2 separate regions of the Gasterosteus aculeatus genome follow, and region 1 is linked to region 2. The links are chromatin contacts, called in public Hi-C maps. All regions are on one chromosome and are shown on one strand. The core of a region is the stretch at or near the end of the contact, and the rest is flanking DNA. Distances in the headings are between cores, read along the strand shown. Region 1 holds the start of arid1b (AT-rich interactive domain 1B). Region 2 overlaps arid1b (AT-rich interactive domain 1B).

Region 1 (6,427 bases), core at 2,573-5,072, 79 kb after region 2:
GGGGGGCTTGGGGGGCACTAGACAGCGGTGTAAATGAGGTGCACTCGTTTCGCTCACAGCTTGCACCTGAAGTGAGGCAGTGGGGAGGGAAATTGAATTTGAAAGAGGGGAAACTGTGCCAACAGGTGACAGAGGTGCGCTCCGACCAAAAAGCACTCTGAAGTGAAGCGCCGTCATATCACGGGGGCCAATTTGGAGGCAGTATTATGCACTGCACCGCTCGCCTTTCTCACGCGGCCTGTCAGTGCAGGAGAGCAGTGCTGTCGTTGCAAGTATGAATTAAACATGGGGCATTTGTAGCGTGAACATACTGCTGCTGAAATGTTGGTAGAGTCAAGAAAAAACAGAGTCCCACTTGCACTTACTCCTGAAGTGGGAAGCTGAAAAAATAAAAAAAATATTTGTAGCATATAATGTTAAATGTTTTTGTGTAGTGTATGTTTTGGTGGATTTATATATAAGCTCAAACAAACTGAATATGAATAAGGGAGTATAGAACATGGCTTTTATGAGTATACTGTGACTGACACGCAATCTGATCTAATTTAATGTATTTATATATATATATTATATGCATATACACATATCTACACAAACATATGCATGCATACACACGCACACATAATATATATATATATATATATATATAATTATACACACGCAAATGAAGACATTCGTACGTTCTTACAATGCAATCTGCACATAATGAGCAATAAATAGTGAATATATATATGTATATTACTGAGGTTTCTAGTCACCATTTCATCGGTGCATAATTTGTTACAATCAATACTGCAGCAAACCCTCCCACATTAAAACATTTACTTAATTTCCCCCGCAGCCAACCCAAAGTGCCTTTGATTGAAACAATGTAGGCTAATGAACTGCTTTTGTTTTGCGGGAGACAGACCGCTCAACCACCTCACCCTCCAGCCGTCCAGATGTGCAGTATACGGATCATTATAGTGCATCAAAAACAACAAACTCTTGTGGAGAGACGCTGTGTTGTTTTAGGGGAGAGTTGTGAACTGGCAGTGACCCCCCCCCCCCCCCCCCCCCCCCTTCTGGCTGTAGGTCTACAAGCTATGGACACACCAGTGTTTCAGTACAGGGTTTAGGGACACGCAGGGATTCTTGAGTCCCCAAAGCCAGCGGGAGGAATACTTGAATAATTTGTAACACTTTCCTTCCCTCACACTGAGGTGCCCCCGAGCAAGGCATTCAACCACGAGCTGCAGCGGTGGCCAACAGAAGAGAGCTTGCTGGGGTTGTTGTTGTTGTTTTTCCTTATCACTCAGAATGTATTTTACAATGCATTCAGAATGTATGAAAAAAGATCAGTGGGTTTGTTATTTTTTTCTAAATTGAGCTTGAAATGATTCATATTAAACTGGACAACCCTCGACGTAAAACAATAAATGCAAGATTATCACTAAATTTTTCCTTTTTGTTTTTCAGTCGACGTTGAATTGTTGAGTCTTTCAGACTGGAAAAATGATTAGAATAAATATCTGGAGCAGGCTAAACCTTCACAAAGGTTCAATTATTGAGTTGGACGCCTTCCAAGTCGGGAATATTCCCACAAGACTCAAATGCAGCATCACTGTAGCGCCGAGGATCCCTGCAGGAATCAGAGTGCGGGCTGCTCAGCGGGGGCCACGGGGAGCCAATCAGATGGCGGGCTGGGTGTCAATCGTCAACCGGCAGGACGGAGGAGCTTTTACCCCGTTTACCTCCACGATTCAAATCCCGGGCTGCAGGAGAATAAACGAGGCGCACCGGCGCGCTACGGAGCGGTGTCCTTTTTGGATTCATCCAAATCGGCTTAACAAAATAAGGAATGAAAAAAAAAAAACACTGCATGCACAGTAAAAAGCGTAAAAAGTGCGGGAGGTTTTTGTTTTGAAATGTATTTTACTTGAAGGTTTTCTTCCTTTATTCTGTCACGTTAAAGCTCGTGCAGGCATCATACTTTAAATAATGTCCGAATCCATTCCTTCTACATTAAAGCGCCTTGATCAAGTGTTTTAACCCAGGTCATGTTTGTATAGAAAACACACGCGCGCGCACACGCGCGCGCACACGCGCGTGCACGCACAGACACACGCGCACACAACGCGTTGAGCCCGCCACCGACGCACGCCGGCCGACTTCCCCAAACATACCTGCGTCCTGCCGAGGCCTTGCCCTCCGTTGCCCGGACTCATCGAATGAGGGGGGTTTCTCTGCTGCCCTCCCCAGCCGTGGGCCGAGCTGGCTCCGTACTGGGGCCCCACGTCCTTGCCGAGGCCCATGCCGGCCTGCTGCTGCGCCGTGGCCCCGCCGTAGTCTTGATATGCCCCGCCGTAGCCCCGCATCATGGGGCTCGGGGAAGTCAGCAGCTGGTTGAGAGTCGGCGTGGCCCCCGAGGGATGCTGCTGCTGCTGCTGCTGCTGCTGCTGCTGCTGCTGCGTTTGTCCTGGGAACCTCTGGAAGCCCCCCGGAGCCGCTGCCAGGGGGGACTTGCCGTGGCTCGCCGAGGAGTTGCTGCCCATCATCATGGTCCCAGGTTGCCGGCCCCCGGCGGGGCCCATCATCGCGTAGCTCCCGCCGCCGTAGCCTGCCCGGTACGCCGGGTACTGGTTGTACTGGCTGTTGTGGTACCCGGCTTCGTGGGAGTTCTCCATGCTGTTATGTGCCGAGGAGTGAGTTACCCCCATCCCGCTGCTCTGCTGCTGCTGCTGTCCGCCATGTTGCTCATAACAGGGCCTTGACGTGTAGTAGTTGTTGTTAAACTCGGAGTTGTTACCTGTAGGCCCCAGGTGTTCATACCTGGTACCCATCATCCTCTCCGGTTTACAGGTGAGCTCCCCCTCACCTTTACCTGGCATGTGCTGCTGCTGCTGCTGCGGCTCTCCCTGCCCCCCCAACAGGTTCTCCTTGCCGCCGTGGTGCTGGTGATCCATGGCCCTGTCCCCGCGGGGCCCCTGGCCGTTGTTATTCGCCGTGTTGTTACTTTGGATCTGTCGCTGGTGATGTGGCGCAAATTGGCCGAATTGCGTCGTCTGCTGCTGCTGCTGCTGCGGCGGCGGCGGTTGAGACTGCGGAGGATCTCCGCTCGCCGCACATTTCAGCTTGTGGTTCGCGATCAGACCCGTCTCCATCGAGGACGCGGCGGAATTGGCGGAAGCCGAGGCGGACGCGAGGTTATTCCCATCCTGGTCGCGGCCGTCCGACGCGCCGTGAGTCGCGGAAGTTGAATGGACCATGTTGAGCTCGTTGCGGCGGTGATGGTCTACATTATTCAGAGTCCCATCTCCGGCGCCCAGCATAGGTCCAGTCCGCTGCACGGTCCCTACTCCTCCGGATTTTCCCGAATTGAGCTCCGGACCCAAACCGCTGGATAATTTCTTATTTTTGTTATTAGTTCTGGTCGGAGCCGATGCAACTTGCGCGGCCATGGTCACTCCAACATCTCAGCGCGCAGTGACAGCGAGCCGCGACCCGCCGTGCGCACGGAGGGTGAGACAAGAGCGAAGGAAACACAAGCGGGGTGGGGGTGGGGGGGGGGGGGTAGATTCAGTCGGGGTAAGAAAAAAAGAAAGAAAATCAAGCTTTGTTCTCGCGCTGGTGTCGCTGTGGTGAAACGGTTCCGTCAGCGAGGCTTCATGTCGAAAGTTTCTCTGCGGGGTTTAAACGAAACTTTTTTTTTTTTTTTACCCTTCCTTGCCCCCCCTCCGCCTCTCCTCCATCCCGGGTCTCGGTGATATGTAGCAGCGTCTCCCGGAGCCCTTGTGGCCCAGCACGGCGTGAGAGAGAGAGAGGGAGAGAGAGGGGGAGAGAGAGAGAGGGGGAGAGAGAGGGGGAGCGGGGCTACGCGAGCCGATCCACCTCCGGGGCTCCTGCGCGCCTCGCTTGGAAAACCCGGACTGGAGTAGCGAGTCCACCAGCAGCACGCGCACGGACGCGCGCGTGTGTGTGTGCGTGTGTGACGTACAACCGAGGATGATTTTTTACGATTACTTGAATAAATATTGAAAAAGCATCGATGCTGGCGACATGTTCACGCGAGATGCGTTTCCCATGTTGCCACTTCAGCGTCTAGATATCTGATAACTAATTGCGGGTCACGCGGTGCACGAGGACCGGCTCCTTCCCTTGAGTTCAGGGAGCATATTACTCTTTCTTTCTTTTTTTAACAGCCCATAACCGTGACGGATCCGGCACTTCCACGTGTGCGCGCGGACCCTTGAAATAACCCCGCCGGCACATGTTCAGTTTGCCCGAGCGAGTTTCTACGCGGTTGTCCACATCGGATTTTCCCTCTTCCCAGCCTCCCCGGTCCCTTCGGCTCGAGCCAGTCCTCTCTGCTGCTCTGACAGGAGCCGGACACGCGAACCGCGCGCCGTGCGCAATGGTGTGGCCGTCGGAATACGAATGTAATCGCGCGGCGGAGCGGCTGCGGGGTTGCAATACGTGCGTAACGGAGTTCATCCAATCACTTATGTGTTAAAATGAGTAATGCTCCTTCTTCAATACAGAACCATAGCAGGGGTGTAGAAAGAGGGTGGGAGGGGCTGGGGAAGGGGCTGGGGAAGGGGAGGGGGGGGGGGGGGGGGTGCATGAACATATCACAAATTATAAACTACATTATACTGGGGACTACTTGGTGTGATAGAAGAAGAATAAAGGGCATTCAGTACGATGAGGTCACTTAAAACTCACTCCGTAGGAATGTGATATGAATACTATGAATATTAAAGCCATTCTTCATTAGGGTCTTATTTGAATAAAAGGCTACATTCTTTAATTTCCTTCTTTTGATTTACTCTGTTAGCGAAGAGCCCGTCTGAAATGATAATGACATTTTTAAAAAAGAAAGAAGAAGAAGAGGAAGAAAAAATAAATGAACGTACAAAAATCAACCCCCGGCTGCAGTGTAGGACCACACAAAACCAAAGTCTACAAGATACGCTATCTGTCCCCATCCCATCAGTGGTGTTCAAACATGGGTGTGAAATTGTGCTTAGTAAAGAAGCTCGGGTGTCTGTTGGGACTTGAGTGAGCAGAGGGTCTGCTTTGATGAGATCAGATGCATTTGATCAACAGAGGGAGCTATGGATGAAAGAGGGAGGGGGAGGTGGGGGGGGGGGGGGGGTGGAGGGGAAGGATTTTGGGGATGAGCGTTGTGCTGTGAGGAGGGCCATGATAATGAAGATGACTGGCGGCCTGCAGGGAGCAACTGTGCGCCGATGACAACGTAGACGCCGCGGTGGTGGTGGCGGAGGCGGCCCGGCGATGACCACGGCGATGGCGACAGGAGGGGGGGGGGGGGGAGGCGAGCGTTGTTTGTCCGGCACTTAATTGTTACTTCACGTCACACGTTGGAGAAGAGAGGAGGCCCAAATTCACTCTGTGTCGTGTACAGTGTGAGATAATTCACTCTGAGGCCGTGACAATGGTAAGACCCCTGCTGGAGACACAGTGTTAGTGCAAGTTGGAGCACTGAACGTAATAATAAACAATACAAGCAGCAGCACGCAGAAATGATTGACACTGCAGGACGGCCTGCTATAAAAAGTATTGCGCCAACTACATGGGGGGGGGGGGGGGGGAATTACATTACAAGAGGTTCATTCTCACTTTGCAAAATATCAGCTCGATGATAGGAGCATGAAAGCGAGTGACACCACTATAAACCCGTATTCTTTTACGAGCCCATGTGGCGGAGAATGAAAGCTGTAACGTTGTTATGGTATCGATAGGACACCCCCAAGAAGACGTCGCGTTTACACCCTCCGTGTATCACAGAGCAGAAAGCAACCGCTGTTGCTCTGCGTGTGCGTCGACGAAAACAACGCCTCGTCATACGCGATCGGCAATGTGTTTCACGCGAGGTCTCACGTGCACCTTTTCTGGCGGGAAGCAGCCTCGTCCGCACCCTCCCTGCTCTCTGTACTTTGTGCACGCGACGATTCCGCCTCCCATCGGTGTCCCAGATCAAAGCCTCGGCTCTGATTTCATCTAGAGCAACACCAAGGCCCACAGCGAGGGGACCGCGGGCATTAGCATATTCTATGATGGCGCCGGGCTTTTCGAGCCGTTGCCTCGGCTGCGGCTCTGGGTGTGCGCTGTGGCTTTGCAACTCTAATTTTCCTCCCTCGCTCATTAAAAAAAGCCCACTGTTCTCCTATTAATTTCGCAGACACACTGATCTGTTTGAATGGCAAAGATGTGTGTGTGTGTGTGTGTGTGTGTGTGTGTGTGTGTGCAGGGAGGAGGGAGGTGGAGGAGGAGGGCAATGGCTCAGCGCATTTGCATTTATGTTTAATTTATAACCTTCAGGGGCCCCCTGATGCAGCAAGATTGAAACAATAACTCCAGACAAACACGGGAAGAGAGGAGGAGGAGCCGGAGGAGGGTGGGTGGAATTAAAAATATACAGATC
Region 2 (5,775 bases), core at 2,165-4,664:
CCACCATTGTGGACGTGCCGCCCGTCAGCGCATCCGCCCTGGCAATCCATCAGCCCCCCCCCGCCCCCCCCGCCGCGGATCAATAATGTGATTGGGGGGATTCTTGAGATGTTTATATCCTACGAGTTGAATTAAGGGCTGATTGCAGCTGCAGGATGCGTTACATCAGGAGGCCGGATCCCATTTCAGCATCATGTCTCCTGAAACATCTGAGACAGTAAGCGTGAGTTTATTACTCAGTGACCCACAGAGGACTTCTAGCAATACTATCAGATGACGCCTTTCTGATTGGCGTTTAAAATGTTACGAAAAACAAATATCACACATGTTAAAGTCTTGATTAAGACAAGATCGAAGGAAGTAAAAACTTTCGAAATAAATGGAAATAGCAGGAGGACCTCTCTCTATTAATTCACTCTTTCCTAATTGCTATTTACAACAACAGTAAGACACCAAATATGATTATCCTCCGATTCTATGCAACTAACATACATTAATACAGCAGGATCAATCTAATGTTCACATTCAAACCACCGGTTAAGTGTTTACTGAACTCATCTTGTCCTGATGTAAAGAAATGGGTCAATTGTTGTGCATGTGGTCCATCGGGAGTTGACCCTGACCAGCAGAAGAGGTCAGTGTAGCAGAAAAGCAAAACGTCCCTTTAACTCCCGAATACGACGTGACGATCACACACGCCTGCGGCTGTCTGGAAGCGCATTTGATGACGGACCTTTGTGCATCCGGCGGGAGCAACGAAGACACGGCGATGGTCACCTGAGGGCACCGGAACCCTGCGAGCTACCTCGCGCGCCGCGTACGTGCACGCTCGCCGAAAAAGAGGAGCGGATTGGCGGCGGCGGCGGCGGCCCTCTCAGGACGGTCAGCCCGCATTTCACAGCAGTTCAAACAAAGTTTTTTTTTTTTTTTTTTTTTTTTTAGCGCTGAAAACAAATTGGGCTCGCAATCAAAGAGACTTTTCAAAAAGCAATTTCTCTGCGCCAGTTCAAAAGAGCCCCGGTTGGTAAACAGGCAGAGAATTCACAGCGCGAACCATTGTAGGAGGTACAAACGGCTGGAGCTCCACCACAACAAAGGCAGAGGAGGGGTGTAATTCATCACACACTCAACAAAAGCAAGTGTGGCCGACTGTCCATGACCAATGAAACAAAACAAAAAACTTCTCCTTAATTGGAGAGGCTGTTTTCTCTTTTTTTTTTTTTTTCATTTCAAACTCAATCGGTCTACTGTGTGTGTTTTTCTTTCTCCATCCCTTAAATTCCTTGCTGTACAGTGTTCCTTAATGCCCTCCTCCTCTCTTTTTCTCCCTTCTCCCCTCCCGCTGCCTCCGTTTCTTCATTAAAACAATTCACTGTGAGTTATTCCGGCCTCCATCTTAAATGTGAAAAAAGGCGGCGCTGCAGGAAGAGAGAGGCAGGAGGAACGGAGGAGGTTAGGAGGAGATAAACCTCCGTGTTCCATACGGCTCGTGAGATTCCCTAACAAATGGAGGAGGGGGGGGGTAGGAGGGAGGGGAGGGGGGGGGGGTGGCCTTCCTCCACACAGCATCCGTCCATCCACCTCGGGCAAAATCTCATTTGTCAGGAATTCAGCCCGCGAGTGCAGAGGATGGAGAGACGGGGAGATCGAAGGGGAGCAGCAGACTGCAGCCCTCCCCTCCATCGAGCCGCCATTAGCTATGCACAAGACAAACTGCTGACACAAAGTCACCCGGCGTGCTGAGCAGGGACTTGTGGGTGGGCAGGAGACACCACCACCCCCCCCCCCTCTCCTCCCCCCCGTCCCTCCACCTGTCTATTGACATCCCCGGCTCTCCCTTGTCTGCCTCCGGTTTTTGCAATTACAATCAAACGGCAGCATCCAGGCCCCCGAGCGCTGACTGACGGCTTGGATTAAGCGAGACGTGGAGAGGCCTTGGGGTGCTGTGTGTGTCTCTATGTGTGTGTGTGTGTGTGTGCGCCTGTCAGCCAGTCCTCTGTTCAACCAATGTGTACACTACGTTACTTTATATGTGCAGCATGTTGCAGCGTTTGAGGTTCTGTTTCTCCTCCTGTCCATCACTTGATTCTGTCTGCACAATTTTCTGTGCACATTGTTAATGTGTGGTGAGTGTGTGTGTGGATCACGGGGAAGGCGTATGCATGTGGAGGGGGTGGGGGTGGGGGGGAGGGGGGGGGCGTATTAGCATGAAAGCGAGTGTTAGCAACAATGCATTTTTGCATTTCAATTAGATCCAAACTGTGTGGATAATTTCATTCTGTTGGCTCGATTCAGGAAATGTGACATCACGTTATTGTTTTGAGGACCTGACAGACAAATGACCGAGCACCATCTCAGCAATTACACATAATTAATATATAGGATTTGCTAAATAACACACATGCATAACACATTCCCACATGCCGTTTGACTGCGAGTGCTGTGCAGACATCGATAGAAGGGTTGAGTGAGACATGGAGACGTGTCATGAAAAGTGACAACATAAGCAAATCTAAAATATCAGGAAAAAGGAAAGAAATCACAAAGCTGTCAGGATAAAAAAAAAAAAAAACACGCACACTTTGAATTAACTTTACTGCTGCAGTGCCGCAATCGAGCGAGCCGCGTCAAACATGCAACCGAACAGAAAAAGCGCTCCTCGGAGGGCGGCGAGAACAAAAAAAACACGGCAATCCGCTCGCGTCCAAAAGAATTTGAGCATCTCTGCCGTCTCTTCCGTGGGTTCTTTAACTCTCCCGCGCCAGACGCAGACGTCATCCGTCAAAGGTGACAAATGTGACACGACAGCTGCGCTCGGGAGGCTGCGGCGACTTAAGAAGGAACACTTCTTACAGCACGAGGGGGGGGGGGGCAGAAAACCAGATATTCACATCCGCTGATCTGTAAGAGACTCCACAGGATTCAGCAATTAACGGATTTGTTTGTATTTCATTTCAGTCCTCGATTCCAAAAAGAGGTTATTGTAATCTTCCAAAGGTGCAGAATGAGTTGAAATTTGGAATTACCAATATTTTCATAATGACTAATTTGACAAACTAATTTCCCACCAGGCCCCGAGGACATTGGAAACAAATGGGATTGTAAAAAAAACACAAAACTTTTTTTTCCCCCCCGGACAAATATTTCCATGTTTTTGCTGCAGTGCTTTGCTCGCTGTCGTTTTAATTAATCTTTAGCAAGCCAGAAAGCATCATATTGCAAAAGCATCTCAGCCCGCTGCGTGACGTGATCCCTGAGGTGTTTTTTTCCCTTCATCTAAGCGAACCGAAGTTGACCAAAATGTGATACACACAACATGCACATAACAGCTGGAACATCGCAGGTCTGATCTCAAGAACTCGTCTTACCGCTGCCCATGAACATGCCAGTAACACACACTGCTTCAGACTCCCCGTTCGTCAGGCAGCCATCCTGTTTGCATATATGCACGGCTCCTGAGCCAATGGTTGTCAGGCCGTGCGTGTGTGTGTGTGCGCGTGCGTGCGTGTGTGTGATGTAAGCACAGAGAAAGGAGAGGTGACAGCGGCGCGAGGCTGATCTAATAACAGCAGTAGATGAAACGCTGTCAGATGCTGCAGAGAGCGGCTCAACGTTTGGTAAAACACACACGCGTCTCCTCCCAGACACAGTCTGCTCCGCTCACACGGCACACACACACACACACACACACACACACACACACACACACTCACACGCGCACATTTCTGTGTGATGGACAGTTTCATAGTTGCGTAGCTGAGGTGTCGGGCCTATAAAAAGCAGTGCTGATATGATTTAATGGGCGAGTCTTATTATAAGACTGTCGCTGGGCCAGTGCAATCTGGCTGGCGCTCCGGGGCAGAGCGCATGAGACACGTGCACTACAATCCTCCGCCGCGGATAATATTGCTATGTGCTACATTGCTATTATAAGATAGAGCCATTTGCCACACTGATATGCGGTGAATGAGGCTGTCATGTGGCAGGGAGTGATTTATGACTGCGGGGCATGAGAATAAAGACAGATTATTTGTATTCAGGTGTCTTTAGAGGCCATCTTCATCGCTTCCTTTTGTTTGCGCCGCACTTCTTTTATTCTTTTTCACACGGGATCAAAGGGAAGCCGCCTTCCGTGCAAAACACACGTAACGGCGCACGAGCTTTGTGTTTACATACGAGCCCCGTGGAGTCCGGACCACCCACTCAAAAAACTGCACAATGTCACTTTGACATTGATTCGGAGTCTGCACTTAATAGAACAAGATCCCTCTGTTAGCTGTCTTCCAATTTTTAGCTGGGACTAAAATTGCTATTAATTATAAACAGCAGAGCAGCTGTCTTAAAATATATGACACATCTACCAGCGTATTAGACGCCGAGGTGATATTGCCTCTCCTGCCACTTTTAATATCGGCACCCTGGCTCCAATCAGTGCCTAATAATGGCTTCTCATTATGAGCTGGTGCATGTGTGTGTGTGGGTGCGCGTGCACGCGTGTGTGCGTGTGCGCGTGCAGGAAAGCGAGGCTTCAATTTCCCCACTTAAAAGCCACAGATGACACCCTGTAAAAAGTTAATTTCATTTTAGACATTTACGGAATAGGGCTGTAAATTTAAGCTCTCGAGCTTCGCTGTGAGGCCATCAGCGCTGATAATTGAGATATTGAATAATTAGATGTAAGCAATTCATTATGTGTATAAATGCAAAGCAGGTGTAAGAAAAAAGAAAAAAGAAAAAAAAGGTAAAGTTCATTTGAGAAAAGAGAGAGAAAGAAGTGTTTTTAATGGTCAGACAGGGCCTTTGTTCCCGGGGTGTAACAGTGGCGTCGGACAGCAGATGGCGCTGTGCTTGACGCGAGCACAGAAGAGCATGTGATCAAAAACTCTAACCAGCAGAAGAGGCGTTCAGGGCCAGACGTCATTGCTGATTGTTTCATAAAAGGATTCACGCTGCTGAGATAAGTGATATAAATCACTTTAACATTCCTCCAGTAGTCATATATACAGCGTTTATTGATACTTTATGTTTATATTACCGAGATGTTGTCCCTCTCGGGACTCTTACATTTGTACAGCAGGCTTCCAAAAATGCATAACGGCGTGCATTTTTGACGGGGGCATTATTATATGAGGCGTGTAGTAAATCACTCGATCCGCTTCAATTCAACCGTCTTGTGTAAACACAACATCACAAGAGACGGCTCCCTCGCACAGCGCGAGTCCACGCTCATTAAAAGACAAGAGGAAATCTCTTCTCTGTTTTTCTGGGACTATCCGGCCTCCCGCTCCGGCTCCTCTCTTCCTTGTTACCCGAGTCCTTCATTTCCCGCTCGCTCCGGATCCATCTTTAAACGGCTTTCACTTCTTCTCCGGCAGACGAGGTGGTGTTTGGTGAGAGGAGAGAAGGGCTTCCACCTGGCTGTTTAACCCCACCCCACCCCCCGTCTCCCTCGCCCTCCTCCTGCTCCTCCCTCACCCCCTCTCCTCCCTCATGGCCTCTGTCTTAATTTCGCAGGGGAATCATCTGACAGATATTGCCCTTGAAGAGGCAGCCTGGGCCTCGCTACATAGAGCAATGGAGGGGGGGGCAAGGAGAACTGAGGGTGGGGGGGTTTGATGGAGGGGAGAAAGCGACAGAGAGTGAGAGTGATGCGGAGAATGAAAGAGAGGAAAGAGGAGGGGTGGAGGGTACAAAGTTATTAAGTGGATGTGAAAATGCAGCGCAGCCAAAAAGGTTAAGTCTGGAATAGGAAATTAAAACTTGCATCGCTTTTGG

The links. Hi-C and Micro-C count contacts between places; a contact is called where the count stands out from the background.
Region 1: a Hi-C map of skeletal muscle shows a contact between it and region 2, with 5 times the contacts expected there. The contact joins the promoter of arid1b here to the enhancer-like site in region 2. A contact is called at or near these places in 2 of 6 Hi-C or Micro-C datasets (both in skeletal muscle).

Annotation. Positions count from the first base shown.
Region 1 is chr15:4,359,200-4,365,626 of fGasAcu3.hap1.1, forward strand. It overlaps arid1b (AT-rich interactive domain 1B), which reads right to left and starts at 3,823. Exons shown (of 21, transcript XM_078089494.1): 1 at 2,166-3,823. The coding sequence starts at 3,440.
Region 2 is chr15:4,280,942-4,286,716 of fGasAcu3.hap1.1, forward strand. The region is part of intron 4 of arid1b (AT-rich interactive domain 1B); the gene reads right to left. Among protein-coding and RNA genes, the nearest start is that of zdhhc14, 58 kb to the left of the region's middle. Within about 2 kb of position 3,415, at least 2 of the 9 cell types and tissues checked have open chromatin away from gene starts, as enhancers often do.